Linked DNA regions of Mustela erminea: region 1 is linked to region 2. The links are chromatin contacts, called in public Hi-C maps. All regions are on one chromosome and are shown on one strand. Each heading gives the region's core, a stretch centred on a gene start, on an enhancer-like site or on the middle of the called end of the contact. The rest is flanking DNA. Distances are from core to core; before and after follow the strand shown.

The links. Hi-C and Micro-C count contacts between places; a contact is called where the count stands out from the background.
Region 1: a Hi-C map of skeletal muscle shows a contact between it and region 2, with 7 times the contacts expected there. The contact joins the enhancer-like site here to the promoter of CSNK1A1 in region 2. A contact is called at or near these places in 3 of 3 Hi-C or Micro-C datasets (fibroblasts, skeletal muscle and spleen).

The regions. Positions count from the first base shown.
Region 1 is chr3:123,328,480-123,333,849 of mMusErm1.Pri, reverse strand. No RefSeq gene overlaps it. Among named protein-coding and RNA genes, the nearest start is that of IL17B, 30 kb to the left of the region's middle. Within about 2 kb of position 1,424, the one cell type or tissue checked has open chromatin away from gene starts, as enhancers often do. A contact at or near this core is called in fibroblasts, where this site is marked.
Region 2 is chr3:123,256,342-123,261,802 of mMusErm1.Pri, reverse strand. CSNK1A1 (casein kinase I) reads right to left here and starts at 2,391. Exons shown (of 11, transcript XM_032337361.1): 1 at 1,717-2,391; 2 at 984-1,090. The coding sequence starts at 1,839.

The sequences.
Region 1 (5,370 bases), core at 175-2,674, 73 kb before region 2:
CTGGCTGACTCAGTCAGTGAAGTGTGTGAGTCTCGATTTCAGGGCGGCGAGTTCAAGCCCCCAAGTTCAAGTTGGGTGTAGAGATTACCTGAAAATAAAAGCTTAAAAAAAAAAAAAAAAAAAGAGCAGGGGCGCCTGGCTGGCTCAGCGGGTTAAGCCTCTGCATTTGGCTGAGGTCATGATCTCAGGGTCCTGGGATTGATCCCCACATCGGGCTCTCTGCTAAGCAGGGAGCCTGCTTTTTTCTCTCTCTTTCTGCCTGCCTCTCTGCCTACTTGTGATCTCTGTCTGTCAAATAAATAAATAAAACCTTAAAAAAAAAAAAGAGCAGAATAAAGAAAGAGGACATGGTTGTAAATTATGAGACCAGTAGATATCAATCATCTAGGCCCTGAGTATACCCAGATGCTTTGCTGACCATTATTGAAGGTCTATTCTTCATAAGGTCCTGAAATAAACAGGGGGCGCTAAGTGACTACGTTCTCACATGTCTCTTGCCAGTTAAATATTATTATTGCTAATTTGCAGATGACGACAATTAACCTCAGGGAGGTTAAGGGCCCTTTCTAAGGTCTCTTGGGCGCTCATGGTGGAGTCAGCTTCTTGACCCCATGCTCCCCACCCAGTGTTTTGTCCTCATTCCTTCAGGCAGACCTGGGACACGCCTCCCTGCCCCTTTCTTGGTGACACTGGCACGAGCTCTTCCTTATCTCAGCTGAAAAGTCACCTCCCGGGTGAGGACTCCCCTGACTCCTGATCTCTTCCCTCTCCGAGAGTTCATTCATAGGAAGTCTCTTCAACACACGTCACAGTTTAGAATGAGGCGTTTGTACAACACCCATCCGGCTGCCCAGTGAGGCCAGGGATTGTCTCTGTGTCGGTCAGCTGCACCTAGAACAGGGCCCGGCACATCCCGACACTGAAATCGGGATGAATGGACCATACCCGGCGCCTGTGGCCATCCGGTTACCCCACCTTCCAGGAAGCCACATGGAGGCTCTGAGTCCTGAGACGGAAGGGTCCCTGCAACCTAGAAAAGGGGAAACCAAGGCCAGAGAAGGCAAGGGACTTGTCAGGGCCCCTCAGTGGCTAGACACAGAGCTGGGGGGACAGGAGGATCCTCGTTCCGGGCTGAGGGCCTGACACCAGTGGGCAGCCCCAGCTGGGTCGGGCTTGTATCTGTGAAGGGAGGGAGTAAGGTGGAAAGCCCCCAAAGCGGCTGCTAGGAGGGGCTCCCTAAAACAATGTGGCCAACCCAGGAAGGAGGCGGAGAGGCCTGCCGGCCTGGCTGGGAAGGAATCCAGCAGGGGCCCTGCTCGGTTTCCTCCCAGCACCGGGGGAAGTAAACACATTCCTAGGCTGTGCAGGCACTGGCCGGCCCGCACCACCCCACCAGCTGCCGAGGCCTCAGGTCCCTGGCTAGTGGCCTGTTGTGTGGTACGGAAGGGAGGGCTCATGGAGGGTAAGTGACTCACCCAGGGTCGGAGCAGTAAGCAGCGGCTAATACCCTTTGCCGCTGCCTCCTGCCCCGGAGCACAGAGGTGAAAAGGACATAGTGTATTTCTCCCTTCCGCAGTCCTGGATGGGGCTGCTCAGAGGCCTGGGGACAGCTGGGCTACCTCTCGGCCCAGGGCTGGGGGGTTCTCTGAGGATCAGCATCTTGTCTCCTCCACCGGTGAGGACTGTGACAAGGGTACTGGAGCCCCCTTGCAAGGCAGGAATGGCCTGGAGGGAGCACCTGGCCCTGCCTCCCTACTGTTCAGCTGAGGAAAGCAAGGCCCAGAGGGCAGGGCCCAGCTGCGAAGAGGGACTTAGCAAAGATTAGAACCCAGGTCCTGTGGACAATGGCTTCTGTGTGTGTGTGTGTGTGTGTGTGTGTGTGTGTGCGTGCGTGCACGTACACGTGCATGCATGTCCCTGCCACCTCCCGTCCTCTTCAGCCCTCCCCCGGCCCCCTTCTCCACTCAGCCCTGTCTGGCCCTCCATGCACACTGTTTCTTCTGCCCAGAATTCCCTCCTCAACCTTTCTGGAGCAGGCAAACTCCTACCTGTCTTTCAAAGCTTTCCAATCTCACAGACCAGTCAGCCTGGGGACAGGGTGGGTCCTGCAGCTGCCGTGCTGGGGGACCAGTGCCAGGCCGACAATCACAGCAGCGGGGAATCCTGGCTCTTGGCAGCAAGTGGGACTAATTCACAGGAGTGGGAAGACGGGATGGGTTGGGTGTGACCCCTGTGAGAAAAGTCTGAGTGCCTCCCCCAAAGTGCCTAGGATCTGGACTGGGAGAGCCGGTTCTGATCTGCCTCTCCCTGGGCCCTGGGACCTGGACGATCATCTTCCGCCCCTCAGGGACATATCATCAAGACACTAAGTCCTGGGTCTAGAGCTAGAAGCACAAGGCAGTTTTCAACTCTTGTGCCCACTCCAGCTGATTAATAGTGGCTACGTCGGGTGCTGGGTTAAGGAGGATTCAGAGGGAGGGAGTCTGGTAGCAGACCTAACACTTATTTGATACAGGTAGGCTGGGTGTCTCTGAGGACCCTCCATGTCCTGCTGAAGATAACCCGATCTGAATCGGGAAGTCCCCAAGACAAGCAACAGGGTTGGCTCTCCCCCAACCCCCCGGCCGCACCCCCCACCCCACTGCAAGCCTCTGATCACCACACACAGGAGAGTGCCCCGCATCTCAGAGGAGATGAGGGCCCTTAAATGAGTGGGCCTCTGGCTACGGGCATCAGCCCTTTATCCTCTGTTGACCCCAGATAAACATTCTTTCCAGCTTGTTCCAGCCACTGCTTTTCTTCCCGAGCTGCCACTGGCTTATTCTGACCAGGTCAGCAGAGAGCAGGCCTCGGCAAGCATGCAGCTAAGCTGCTTCCGGGCTGCTGCTGGGAGGGGCTGAGCGTGTTGGGCTGGAGAATGAGAGGAGCAGGGGCTGGGAGGCTGAAGTCCATCCGCACTGATAAGCAGCCTTGGCGTTGCCCGGAGAAGGAATTTCCTGTTGCTGCTCCCTTCTGCATCTTCTGTCCCTCTTCCAGCGCTGCGGTGTCTGGACCCCAGGAGGGCTCAGTAGGTCAGAGGGATCTTTTAGAGTTTCTCATCTGTAAAATGGGAGAAAGAACTCATTCGGTTAGGTGATGGCTAAGAAATTTTACTGGGCTGATTAGTGCTCCCGCCCCCAATTCACATCTACCTACAACTTGTGAGTGGGACCTTCTTTGGAATTAGGGTCTTGGCAGGTATAAGCAAGTTAAGATGGGTCTTGCTGGGTCAGGATGGGCCCCAGATCCAATATGCCTGGGGTCCTCATGGGAAATTTGGACACACAGATAACATGGAGATACCCACAGAGAAAAGCCATGGGAAGACTGGGGTGGAGATCACAGTGATACTGTCCCAAGCCAGGAAAAGCTGGAAGCTACCAGAAGCTGGAAGAAGCTAGGAAAGGCTCCACCTGCTTTGGAAGAAGTATGGTCCAGCTTACACCTTGATTTTGGACTCCAGCCTCAGGAGCCGTGAGAGAAGACAGTTGTGTTGTTGTGATTTAGGGCAGCAGCCCTAGGAAATGTCTGCCACAGCAGCTGCTCAGTAGGGGCATCCCAGGACGACTGCTCGGGCCGGGCCTACCCCCTCCAACCCCGTGCCCCCACCCACCCCGAGCACAGCGGTCTTCCTGGCTCCCAGCCCTGACTGCTCCCCCCGGGCACAAGCTCTGCCAGTCAGCCGGGGCTGCACAGAAGGGTGGAGGCAGGCCGAGACGTGTGGGGGCGGTTGTCAGTCTCACCAAGGTTGGCTGAGATCGGGCCCAAAAAAGACCGGCTTTCCCACAGCAGGGAAGACCAAGGTGGGCCCAGGCCCTCAGTGGCCTGGAATTCTAGAGCCTGCCAGAACGGGGGCGAGTCTACATTGTCCCTTCTACCTGGCACAAGGCCTGACGTTTAGCTGCACTCACAGGACACCAGGACCCATTCTCAGGGCTCATGTTTATCCTTCACAACAGCCCTGTGATGTGCCCTCACACCACATCTGAGGAAACTAAGGCACGCAGAGCCTCCGTGACTTGCCCAAAGTCACCGACTGGAACATGGTTGAGCCGGGATTCAAACACAGGCGGTGTGGTTGGCAAACCCAGGCTTTTACCTCCTCATCATCCATATTTATTGAATTAACAAAAGGCTAGAGGCGCCTGGATGGCTCAGTCGGTTAGGCACCTCCCTATGGCTCAGATCAAGATCTAAGGGTCCTGGGCTCAAGCCCCGTGTAGGGCTCTGTGCACAGCGGGGAGTCTGCTTCTCCCCTTCTTGTCCCTCTGACCTTGCCCCTATTGTGCTCTTTCTCCCTCCCTCTCTCTCAAATAAATAAATAAATACATAAATAAATAAAATCTTTAAAAAAAGCTAAAGCCGGGCTGCCTCTCCTGACAGATTCACACACATTTCTGAAGGCCCCGTCCCCAGGGAGACTGCCATGCCCCACGCACGGTGGCCCAGGAGTGAGTACTGCACAAGTTCTAACTGAAGACAGAACTACGGCTTTCACCAAGCCCCCACCACGATGTGGCCAGCGGTGTCCCCAGGAGCCCACCCTGACGTCCTCAGCTGGTGGCTAAGACCCCAACGAACCCAAAAGGCCCAGGCCCTGGACACAGGAGAAATCCCTTCGGCCAGAAACAAATTCAGAGGATTATGGTCACCGATTAGTGACAAACCAGCAAGCACGCTCATGCGCTCCCACACTCGGCTGGTGTGGCGGCTGCGGGGACTGGGGGTTGTCGCGTCATGAGCCCCGCTCAGCTCCTGTCGTTTTTCTCTCTCCGCTTGTGTGTTGATCCTACGACCTCTGTTGTTACTGGTTTTACTCAGCCAGCGGCCCTGCTCTCTGCCTCCTATTCACCTTCCGCAAGAGGATCTCGTTGGTGCAGTTCCTATTCCCAATGGGCCACCTCAGCAGCTGGCGAGGCAGCCTCCAGACTGGGACTCCCCTCCCCCAACACAGTCCTGAGCCCGGGGGGCTGGGGGTCCTGTGACACCAATATGGCTACTTCCGAGGAGGCCGTGGAAAGGCGCAGGCATGCTGAGGCTGGCTTTCACAGAACACAACCAAGGGGAGGTACCATCTATTTCGTTCATGCCTCATTTTCCCTTTCAGACTGGAAGGTCCAATTCCCTCTCGTGGGCTCCCCTCAACCCTAGGACCCGACCCACCGACTACAGGCAGGTTGTCACCTGGGGGCAAACCCTCTATTCCTTCCTTTCCCACCGTGGCAGGCATTCCCGTTGATAGCAGCACTCCCCCCAACACCCCATTTTGTTCGCTGAGCTCAGAATCGGACTCAGAATCAGCAGCGTGCTCCAGGGAGCCATCCCCAAGCA
Region 2 (5,461 bases), core at 1,142-3,641:
TTCACCAATATCCCATCCCCCCAAAAGGCCACAGTTTCCCCGAGGTGAGGAGTTACTGAACAAGTAACTCAACAGGTTAAAGTTACTTATCACACTGTGGTTACGTGATTAATCTTTTTAATACATAAGATTTGAGTCAATTTCAACACAGTAGTGGTCAAACTGCCTCTTCCATTACTCACAGAAATTTAGTACACAAGCTGAAATGCAGCCAACATTACCCTTCAAGAAAGAATAATTAACACTTTTAAATGGACTCTGAGGGATTTTGCATAGTATAATTTAACAATTTCACGTCGCATCTGCTGCAGAGATCACCAACAGACTGTCATTATGCCATCTCTTTCCTTGAACCCCACCGCCGCCCGCACCTTTATTCTTGGCTTTTCAAAGGTTTAATCCACTCAGAGCTGCTAAAGGGCCAATCAAGGAAGAGTAACTTGTGAACCCAAGCCTAGAAAAGGGCAGGAATATGCGGTTGAGTCACGTCGTTCCGCCATTTTCTAAGCGGAGGAGGAAGACATGTTGGAACAAAAACACAACAAAAGAGCAGCCATTTCCCAAGCCAGCTCCAATAGCAACCCGAACTGGCCGAACCCGGTCACTTGGCACCTTCAAATCCACTTCACTGGATAAATCTAAGAACATCAGAGGTGCCGGCATAAAGAAAGCAGCAGACAACCCTGCCGCGCAGAGATCAAAGATGACCCGCATACTTAACTACAAATGAAAGCCTCGAGAAGAATGACGGAAGCTACATGGAGCAGAGTGTAACCAACTGAAATTCTAAACGAAGTTGCCAAACTAAAAATTGACTCAGTGACTGTGGTGTCTTTCGGTTCTCAGGAAACCACCAGCGCTAGTAAACCCAGGGAACTCAGATAACAAGGCCCGGATTCAGCTGGTGCTATTGCTTGCCTCTACCCATTTCCCCCATGCCCTACTTCCCTAAGTGCACCGCCTGTGTGCTCACGAGTTCTTACCGTATGTGGGGGATGCCCACCCCACCTTGAAGAATCTTATAGAGTTTGCTCTCGTACAGCAACTGGGGATGCCTGGCCTTCTGAGATTCTAGCTTCACTGCCACTTCCTGCAGGGAAGAAAGGGGATGATGGCATCAACATCCCTAAGGATTCAATGATTCAATGTCACTTGGGAGGAGGGGAGACATTAGCAAAGCTCAAACTCGAGACTAGGAGAAAAAATAAGAGGCTCAGAAGAGAAAGCTCTCTTTGTAATTATAAAACGAGGCAACTAGCCTCAAAGGCCTCTTCAGGGGGTAGTGACGAAATCGGCACGTCCTCCAAGGTGCAGAAAAATGATTCATCCAGAAAACGTAATGAGAGATTTTGAAGGAAACTGACGATCGAAATCAAGAACCCCAATGAAATAAATCCATACAGTAGGGAAACATGGGGATTAGAGAAATACAATTTTGCCGATCTCACCTTAAACGACACCTTAAAAAGTTCGACTAAGATCCATTTTTAACAAGCTGGGAAACTTCATGGGTTCTCCCAACCCTTCTGTCGGGTTCTTTGCCTTTTAGGGAAAGAGAGCGGGGGAGGCTCCTAAAGCCAAGAAAACTGGCTCCCTCTCTCTGGACTCCCCTCCCCAGTACGTGCGTGTGATGGGGAAAAGCCCGAGCACTCGAGGGTTGGGGTGGGGGGTGAGGACTGGCGCAGCGTGGTCGTGAACCCCACCCCGGGTAATTACCTCGCCGTTGGTAATGTTGATCGCCAGGTAAATGTCCCCGAAGGAGCCAGACCCGATCTTCCGTACCAGTTTATATTTCCCTCCGACAATGAATTCGGCCTTGGAGCCGCTGCTGCTCGCCATCCTGAGAGATGAAGATGGAGGCTGGGGCCAAGCCCCGACACCTCTGAGGGGGGGACGGAGGCCTCTGGGGCTCGTCCGCGGAACAAGGCTGCGGAGGAGGGCGGCAGGAAACGGAAAACGGTGGCTCTTTCAAGGCGTTACAAGGCCCAGAATTGGCCGAGGGGAACCTGATCACCGCCGCTCACTCAGGCTTCTTTTCGCCAGGCCGCAGTTTGTTTGAGGGGGTTCTCGCGGTTACCAGCCTGGGCCACTTGTTTCTGGGCGGCCGCCGCTGGCTCGCTTTTACGGCGACGTCGCGGGCTGGAAAAGGGGCGCGGTGGTTTAGGGCGGCGATACCGCTGCCACCACTGCCGCCGGCTCCCGCCCGGAGGGACCCCTGTCACTCCGCCGACGCCGCCATCTTGTTACTCCGGCTCCAGCCAACACAAAATGCCCCTAGTCCCCGGGAGCCGCTTCTTCACGGCGCAGAGCACTCTGGGAAAGGGATCTCGGGCGCTAGACCCGGAGGGTCGGCAACGAGAGGGAGGGCGGAACCGGATCCGTGAGAGTCACGGCCCACGCTCCGAGCGTCACCCCGTCACCGCCCAAACACGCATGCGTACTTCAAACCTGCTGATTGCGCAGGCGTGAGGTGGCCTCTTCTCCCCCCCCCCCCCCGGGGCTCACTTCCACTTCCGGTTGTTGGCTGTTTGGATCCAGCTACCTGTTAGTCACGTCCGACCCGCCTGGTCTCTGAAAGGCCGCGCGTCCTCGGGCCCCGAGAGCGTGTTAGGGAGGAGTAACCTTCATTCTTCGTGGAGGATGGGAACTTCTGGCTTCCTTGGGAGTTTTGACCTTTGCTCTTTGTTTAAGGCGATTTTTAACCTTTGATCTTTTTCTGGGCCACTCCCTCAGACCAGCCTGTTCCAGCCCAATTTTGTTTTGCGAGAGGCTATCGCCTCTAGTGGAGAGGAAGAGAAAAGCATCCCTGGCCGGGCTCGGTTTAGTCTTGGCTCCCGGTTTTAGCGGAGAGCAGTTGATGAAGTCTTCAGCATTAGGATTCTGCGCTCCACAGACTGTTGGAGAATCGTTTTACCGGAAAGAGGGAAGCAGGAATTATCTTATGCCTTTGTGTTGTTGCTCCACTGATAAATTTGGTCCCCAAGGGGGAAAAAACCCCCAATGCCCTATTCATTATTTTAGTAGCAGATGTCTCAACAGAATAAAATTTACAACCCTGAAAAAGCCATAGTAGAAATTATTCCCACCCACCCCACCCCTCCCAAAAAAACCTCTATAATATATCTTGGTCATGTTGAAAACTGCAGTACTGATACAAAAAACAGGATGGAAAAAACTATTAATAAAATTGATAACGTTTGAAGCAGTAAACGTTAAAAGTTACTGTTAACCTTTATACAGTAATTTTTTTTCCTTTTTTTTACTAAAAATCGATTAAAAAATCAAATCTTGACCACATTTGGGTTTACAAAATTTGACCTGAGGAAACGGCCTGGTAGTAATGATAACAAAAGAAAGCTCTGTAGTTGATGCTGTCGTCTGTAATATGAATCAAACCTCGGTGAATGAATCAAACCTCGGTTGTAAAAATTTAAACGGAATCTCTCAAAATAATTTCATTAAAATGGAAGTGGAAAAAAATGTAGACTTAACTGCAACTTTGAAAGCTGATCGAGTCATTAGTGGAGTTCATCCTGAGAGATAACTGAAATTCCTCCCTGCTACTCTAATGCCGATTTAAATACTTCTAATTCATAAAGCTCTAATCCAAATGTGTTGAATGTGAAAACAGATCCCCTAAGGTTTAGAATGGAGTTTTGATGCACTACCGAAACCCAGGCTGCCTGACTCCCAAATCAGCACTGTTAAGACATTTTTGTTTAGTGACTCTTAGGCACGTTTGGCTTACTTAAAATTCTCTGCTGTTAGAGTCTGGTCTTAAAAAAAAAAGCCAAGTGTAAGCATCTTGAAGTTCCCAGGGATAGCAGCTCTTATGCTGATTTTCTACCAGACTCCAAAATTTAATGGACTACAAAGCTTGAGGAGTTCCCCACAGTGGGTGGAGTACACATTTAAAGGGATTTTTTTGGTGTAGTGAGGATACAGTTGCTCCATTGTGGGAGATAGGATGGGGTGGGGGGTAGAGGTGTGCATAGAATGCACTAGATTAGGGATTCCCAAAGGTATGTGTACAGAGATGGGCCAAGTCTAACAGTTTTCCATAAAGATATTAGAAAACTATGAGCCGTATAATGCATTTTTTTCATTTAATTTTTTTTTTTTTTAGATTTTATTTATTTGACGGGGACAAAGAGAGAGAGAGAGATTGAGCGTACGGGGGCGGGGGGCAGAGGGAGAAGCAGGCACCCCAGTGAGAAGAGAGCTGGACCTGGAACTCAGTCCCAGGATCATGACCAGCAAAAGGCAGATGCTTAAGACTGAGCTACGCAGGTGCACCTTCATTTATTTAATTTCAAGTCATACTTTATTCTGAGAGTTTATCGTCCTACACATGTCATTAAAGCAACCTTTTTTATAAAATGGCGCTGATGATAGATGGTTATTTTATTCTTTTGTTGGTATACTTATTTGTCAAATTATAAACTGACATTTTTATGTTTGCCCTCCTTTTTGTGTTGCTGTTTGTTTTGAACTTTTATAAGCTTTTGAAATCAAACCCTCTGGGACCCACCAGTCTAAATGACTTTTAGAAGCCCTTCCACCTCTGAGATTTGATGATGATTCTATGTATATATGTGGTGAGCCTCCTCATTTGTTTCCTGCCTGGTGTAGTCACTATTCCAACACTGACAATATCCAGCAAAATGCTGTATGAGTAGTCATACCCTTTTCAAATTTGATTTCGGTTGCCTCTGTGTTAAGATTTAAAATTTGTCCAAAAAAAAAAAATTTAAATTTGTCAGATTTTAGAAGGGCAAATGTTGAAGGGTGGTTAACATAGAAAATAAAGTTTTTAGGCACAGACTATAACACAGCCTTTTCCTTAAAATCATGCATCATTTCTGGTAATTTTCAACTTCAGCAATTGAAGAAGTACCTGTTTTTGGTGTTACTATTAAAGTTACAAATCATTCTGTACTTATTGAATCAGCAGCAGCTTTGGTGTAATGGAAGGAGTCTTCTAAAATGTGCCAAAATGCAATTCTTGGATCACATGAATTCACTAAAAATATAACCAAAAATATAGACTAAAAATTTTAGACCTTGAGGGAAACTTAGAGATCATCTGCTTCAATGATTATATTTTGAAGTGCTTTGCAATGTACAGAGTGGCTTCACACATAACAGTTGTGTCCACTAGGACACAAGAGGCTCGTCCAAGATCACACCGGTCTTCGTGGCAAGAAAAGAACTAGAACCCCAACCTGTAACCAAAGGAATTAGAAAAAGGAGTAGAATGGAGACTGGGGTAATCACACCTTAGTGATTACTTCCATGTTCATAGATAGGTCAAGATGAATTGAAAACATTTTTGTAAAGCCACAGTATTTACCCAAGGAAAGATCACTGGTAACCAGAGTGCATTTTGAGTAAGATAATAAAGACAAGCACAACAATTATAGACAAAGGCTGTAAGGAGGAAAATGAAAACAAGGATGGT